Regions from separate parts of the Rattus norvegicus genome. Here region 1 is linked to region 2. The links are chromatin contacts, called in public Hi-C maps. All regions are on one chromosome and are shown on one strand. The core of a region is the stretch at or near the end of the contact, and the rest is flanking DNA. Distances in the headings are between cores, read along the strand shown. Region 1 holds the start of Trmt9b (tRNA methyltransferase 9B (putative)). Region 2 has its middle 57 kb from the start of Trmt9b.

Region 1 (2,700 bases), core at 195-2,694, 57 kb before region 2:
AACTGCCACAGTTTAGATAGCCCTGTTTTCTCTCTACCCTCTATTTTGGCTGAGCTGTGGAACTCTCAGATAAAAATACATAAGCTGGTTTTCTGAAGCCTGGCTCTGTTTCCCTAGTCTACAAATATTCTTTCCATTTCCATAGTCATCACTCAAAGTGCTCACGGCCAGGAGATAAATGCCTCTTATCATAACCTCAACTCCAGCCATCTTCTTTCCTCCCTGCCCCCGGACAAGGGACTGATACTCAAACCCGCATATTATGGCATGAGTTTCCAATTAGAGTCCACCCCCAAGGTAGCTGTGAGTGTGACCCAACACATTTGCCGACTGCGGCAGGATGCACTTTCAACGGCTCCCATACCTTGCACAGCCATAAAATGTAAAAATAATGTAAAAATAATGTCTATGCTCATTCTACCGTATTCCAGAGCTTCTGTCCCCTTGTTGTCGAGGTCCATTCCCATCCCCTGCACAAGGCTGAGGACTTCTGCTACTATCATATCTCAAAACTCTCAAAATTAAATTCTTATACCAAAATGGCGTACCTGCCCTGGCCGCCAGAATGCCTTCACTGAAATCATTTCCCTCATGTGTCTTATGAAATGTAAACCAGGTCGCTTTCCCTCTGATCCTACCCTGTTCAGCTCTCTTTTATGATGTGATATTTACTGGGCTCCTGACTTGTACCACTCAATACTCTAAGGTATGTCAGTACTTAAGATGAATTCCATCCGCCATAACTGTAGCGTCCTTGAACAGAAAGAAAAAGGAGCACCGAGTGTCTTTCCTGTTGGCTCAGGGTTCAAGAAGATGGGAAGCAGGCTAGTGAGTCTCCCTACCTCTTTTTAATCAAACGAGGAGATGGCTCTTTTGTTATTCTGGACATTGCAGTAGAAGTCCAGACAGAAGTTCTCTCTGGACCACCCCAGTAGACGGAGTAAGAGAACTGCAGCACTATCCCTGAATTAAACCGTGTGATCTCCAATCCTCCTCCTAGGGGCGCATTATAAATGCACATAGGTGAGTCCCTACCAACCCCCATAACAGGACAGCAGCTCAACAGCATGGGATTCTTATCCAAAGGCCCGCAAAACATTACTGAATATGTCGGGGTCCGATTCCGGGGAACATATAGTTTTTAAAAAGTACAGAGAACCCTGCGGGTAACTACGTTGTTTACTAATAGGGGTCGAAGGTTATTAGCTATGACACTGAAAGCAATTAACACTATTATTGCAGAAGCAATGATCTATGTCCATTTTGGGCTATCGCTTCTAAATTTCCACACTGCACTGTTGTGACAGACGGGGGTTTTGACTTGCTCCTTTTAGCAAGACATTGAAAAGATTAAACAAGCGTTGTCTTTTTCAGGAAAAACCCAGAACCCGTGCAGTGACAGGTTGGACCTAATTCCTCCAATCCTGAGTCAGCCCACGTGCCCAGATACCCGGTAGAGATTTTTCCTTTACAGTGTGTGTTGTGGTCAGGATCAAAAGGGAAGAGTTAGGCTTAGGGTCACGTGGGTGTCACCACAGGTACTGAGCTGCGCTTGGGGCCCCGCCAGGTGTACCCGCCCAGAGGCGTCTCCCGCTTAGGACCCTTCACCCCACCGGACACTGGAGTAGAGCGAGGTGAGAGACAGGAAGGTCATCCTGATTCCAGCCTCAGGCACGTCCGGGCGCGGCGATCGCAGGGGACAGACAGAGCGGCCACACCGCTTGGGCTCTGCCGCGCGCCCGCGCCGCACCGAGCCGACTCCGAGGCGCCCCGGGCTTGCGGTCAGAGCCTGGGGAGAGGTGAGGGCGGCACCACGCTGGGTGGGGGTCGCGGGAAGTCGCAGCTGCTGTCACTCTGGCTTCCAAGCCGCGCAGCTTGGCAGGAGGAGGTCCCCGCGCGAGCCTGGGTGTGCGCGGCCTCGCGGCTGCGTTCCAACTTCTCTACGGAGCCGCGCTCCAGCCCGGGAGCGCGCTCCCGTCTTGCGCGCACCCCTGCACACCCTCCTTCCCCCCTACACCCCCCCCCTCCTCACTCCCTCTCTCTAGTCCTCTCCCTTTCATTCTCACGCTCCTAGGCCGACCCATGGAAGTTGCATCCTGGACAGTCCGGGCTGCGACGCTGAAGAGCACCGAGCCAGTGCTCGGCCGAGCCTCCCGCCCGGATCCCGGGCAAAGACCGCCCAAAACCTGCTGTTGACCTTCGTCTGCACTGCTCAATGGTGACCCGAGTCTTCGCTGTCCTAGTTGCAGCCATTTGGCATCCCCAAGACTGCCAGAGCACCCGGGATCTGCAAACCTGGGTGAGTTACTGGCCTTCCTTGGCCATCCTTGTTATGGTGAGAGAACCTGTTTACCCTGCAAACTTGAGGCGCAGAGCAGAGCAAAGCAGAGCAGCCTGCCTTGCAGGACATGCTTCAGATGGCAGGGAGGATAAATAGGCTCTCAGAGTCCAAAGCGACAAGTGCAGAGGTATAAAGGTGAAGAGGAATTCTTGTTTCTGGTCGCACGTGTATCTTTCCCTTTAAAAGCCGTGACTTGGGAAATGGTTTTCTTCCCAGCAGGAGGCGGGAACTAAGATCACTCAGCAGCCTGAAAGTTTCCAAAGCTGAGGATGAAAATACAGTTTATTGGCAGGAAAGTCAAAATAGGATGGTGAGATCTATACAATGATACATGTCTCTCGTGTGCGCCTGTTTGCGTT
Region 2 (2,700 bases), core at 9-2,508:
AAATTGATGTAAGACATCTTGACTCTTACAATAACCTAAAGATATTTATTTACGTGAACCAACAGTGGCCAGGATCTTTTTGTAACAGCTATTTAAAATAGCATAATTTGTATGCCTGTGATATGTAGTTGATTATTTATGTGTTTGTGTATTCTTTAATAATAGTCTCAAACAAACAGGATTGGAGTTTTCTTCCTCCCGAATGTGTCAGGGCAGGTGCTGTTAGGCTCGCTCACATGATGCTTGTTACACTTCAATGAAACTCAACCAGTCTGTACTTGAATTCTGTTCCCGTTGTCTGGAAGCTGGGTTAGCCGTCTAATGATACAGCATCTTTTATGGGTTGATAGAAAGGATATTATCTACTTTTTAAAAGACATATTTTAAGACTAATAAAAGACGTAGTAGACCACCCCAAAGTGACACTGTGGTGATGTGTATTTTATATTGCTGGACCTTCCACCGGCTCCATCCGCAGGTTGACAGGTGGTTCTCTTTGGAGAATGGTGAAAGGATTTGCACCTGGCCCCACTGTGACTCCCACAGATCTCCTAGGAGACGCAATCCAGGAGCAGATGGTACTTAGCATCTTGCTGCTTGGCAGTCCCTCACCTGTGCTCTCAGAAGGTGTGGCTATCATCAGAGTGTTGCTTGGCCCTGGTGAGATGGAACAAAAAAAAAAAAAAGGTGAAACAGGAACTTGGGGACATGTGCTCTGCAGTTCTGCAGAAGTCTTTTTGGTCAAAAAACAAAACAAAACAGCAAAACACTTGTCGCTCTGGTCTTTCAAAGCTGTCAATTCTTTCTCTTTGTGTTCCGTTTTTGAAGTGTCAATCACTAATTGAGCTTCAAGGCTGTCTGTTTGCCAGGCATAAGGCAAGTGTTACAGTTTTCTTGATAGTTCAGTGAGAAGCAAACTTTCAGTTTCAACTTTCCAGCTTGGTTCCCCACACCCCACTCTTGAGAAATTAGGCTTACACTGCCCCCATTCCATTGAGATGCTTGTCCTCAAAGGGTTAATCAGCAGAGAGGGACATTTGCACAGCTTTACTAGCAGGGATCCTGTTGGGACATGAACAGGCCCCTACATATTGTCCCATGAGGAGAAGGAGCCTGATCTGGGGTCGCCCCTTCTGTCACAGTGACTCTGGTCAGGGACAGCTATTTGAAAAGCTGGGTAGAACATTCTTACAGCAAGGCTCAGCCTGTGAGTAGAGCCACTGCCTATCAGTGGCACAGTGGGCCATCTGGGCTCTGTGCCACATGTGAGACAGCTGTCTCTATCCCAATGCACACAAGGGGCTCACTGCCTGAGGCCAGAATCCACAGATGCAGATGAGTTTCTCACAGTTAGCAATGTAGTCACACATCAGAGCTCCACAACAAGAAGACTGAAATGAAAGCCGACATTAAAACTGGGAATTCCAGCGACTTGTCCTCCACATGAGCATTGTGCTGGCAGTGGTGGGTGGCGGTGGAGAATGGTCCCTCCCCACACATCCCTTAAGTCTTCAGTGTCACAGGGAGGAACTTGAGGGTGAGCTAAGGTGCTTTGTCACAGCAATGGCCGGGCTCAAACATAGCTGCATCAAGAAAGCAACATAAAGCATAGAATGGGCAGAATTCAGTTCCCTATGAGGGACATGGTGATTTAAATACCACGTTTCTTTACGCTTTTGTTGAACAACTTACAAACATTCTATATAGGCAAGGGGCTTTTTAGAAACCTTTGAAGACTTAATGGGAGTCAAGTTTAATTCTCAGACTTAACTAATTAAAAGCCAGCAGGGTATGCAGCCGGAGAGTCGGTGCAGACGTTAAGAGTACGGATTGCTCTTCCAGAGGACCTTAGCTTGATTATCAGCACCCACAGAGTGGCTCATATATAACCCTGTTTAACACCAGTTCCAGGGGATCCCACACCCTTTTCAGGCACCCATGTGGTACATATATATGCAATGTAGACAAAACACTCATACAGTAAGGTTAATGATTTAAATTGAGAGAGAGAGAGAGAGAGAGAGAGAGAGAGAGAGAGAGAGAGAGAGAGAGAGAGAGAGGAATGCAAGGCTAGTTAGTCCAGAAGGCAAGGAGTTGGACAATTCTTAAAGGTGTCTGGAACACTCCCGAGTTATTTGTTGATGGTAACAATGGTTCCTTTCATTATGCAGGCTCTGCAGATCAGAAATCTTTACAGTACCACCTATTTCTGATGGTAGCTGTCACTGTAGAGACAAAAGCTGAAGCTCTCAAAGGCTACACCACTTGTGTGGACAGGGAAGGCACTTGGCTTTGTCCTGAACTGTTATTACAAAAACCACAAGAAGGTGGTTTTGCAGGGGACAGGAAAAGGCAAAGACACCTGAGAAACAGGTTGTGACCATGACCACCAGGGTGATAGATTCAGGCCTTCCCTGTTTGTTGTACGCGTTCATTTCTCTCATTGCTAGAGAGGCTTTGGGGTTTCTGGACAGGTGCTTCATAAACACTCTTTGGATAAGAGAGCAGCTGGGAGTTGGACGGGAAGGAAGGCATGGGGAGACTCAGCACGAGCTCAGGCAGTAAATTGCTAAGTAGAAATAAGACACGTGAGAATGAAAGAACGTGGAGCCTAATTAAGAGAGCCCATGAGGAGAGGAAAACTGGCCCAGCCGGTTTTAACCCAGACAGGACCATGATCAGCAGGGAAGTGTGGGTGGG

What was found. A called contact is a pair of places that touch in the nucleus more often than the background predicts.
Region 1: a Hi-C map of frontal cortex shows a contact between it and region 2, with 2.7 times the contacts expected there. The contact joins the promoter of Trmt9b here to the enhancer-like site in region 2. A contact is called at or near these places in 3 of 12 Hi-C or Micro-C datasets (frontal cortex, liver and prefrontal cortex) and 1 of 1 datasets of contacts at active chromatin or transcription factors (oligodendrocytes).

The regions. Positions count from the first base shown.
Region 1 is chr16:62,494,262-62,496,961 of GRCr8, reverse strand. Trmt9b (tRNA methyltransferase 9B (putative)) reads left to right here and starts at 1,444. Exons shown (of 6, transcript NM_001107314.1): 1 at 1,444-1,781; 2 at 2,075-2,299.
Region 2 is chr16:62,437,344-62,440,043 of GRCr8, reverse strand. It overlaps a transcript of Trmt9b not described here. Among named protein-coding and RNA genes, the nearest start is that of Trmt9b, 57 kb to the left of the region's middle. Within about 2 kb of position 1,258, at least 16 of the 93 cell types and tissues checked have an H3K27ac peak or open chromatin away from gene starts, as enhancers often do.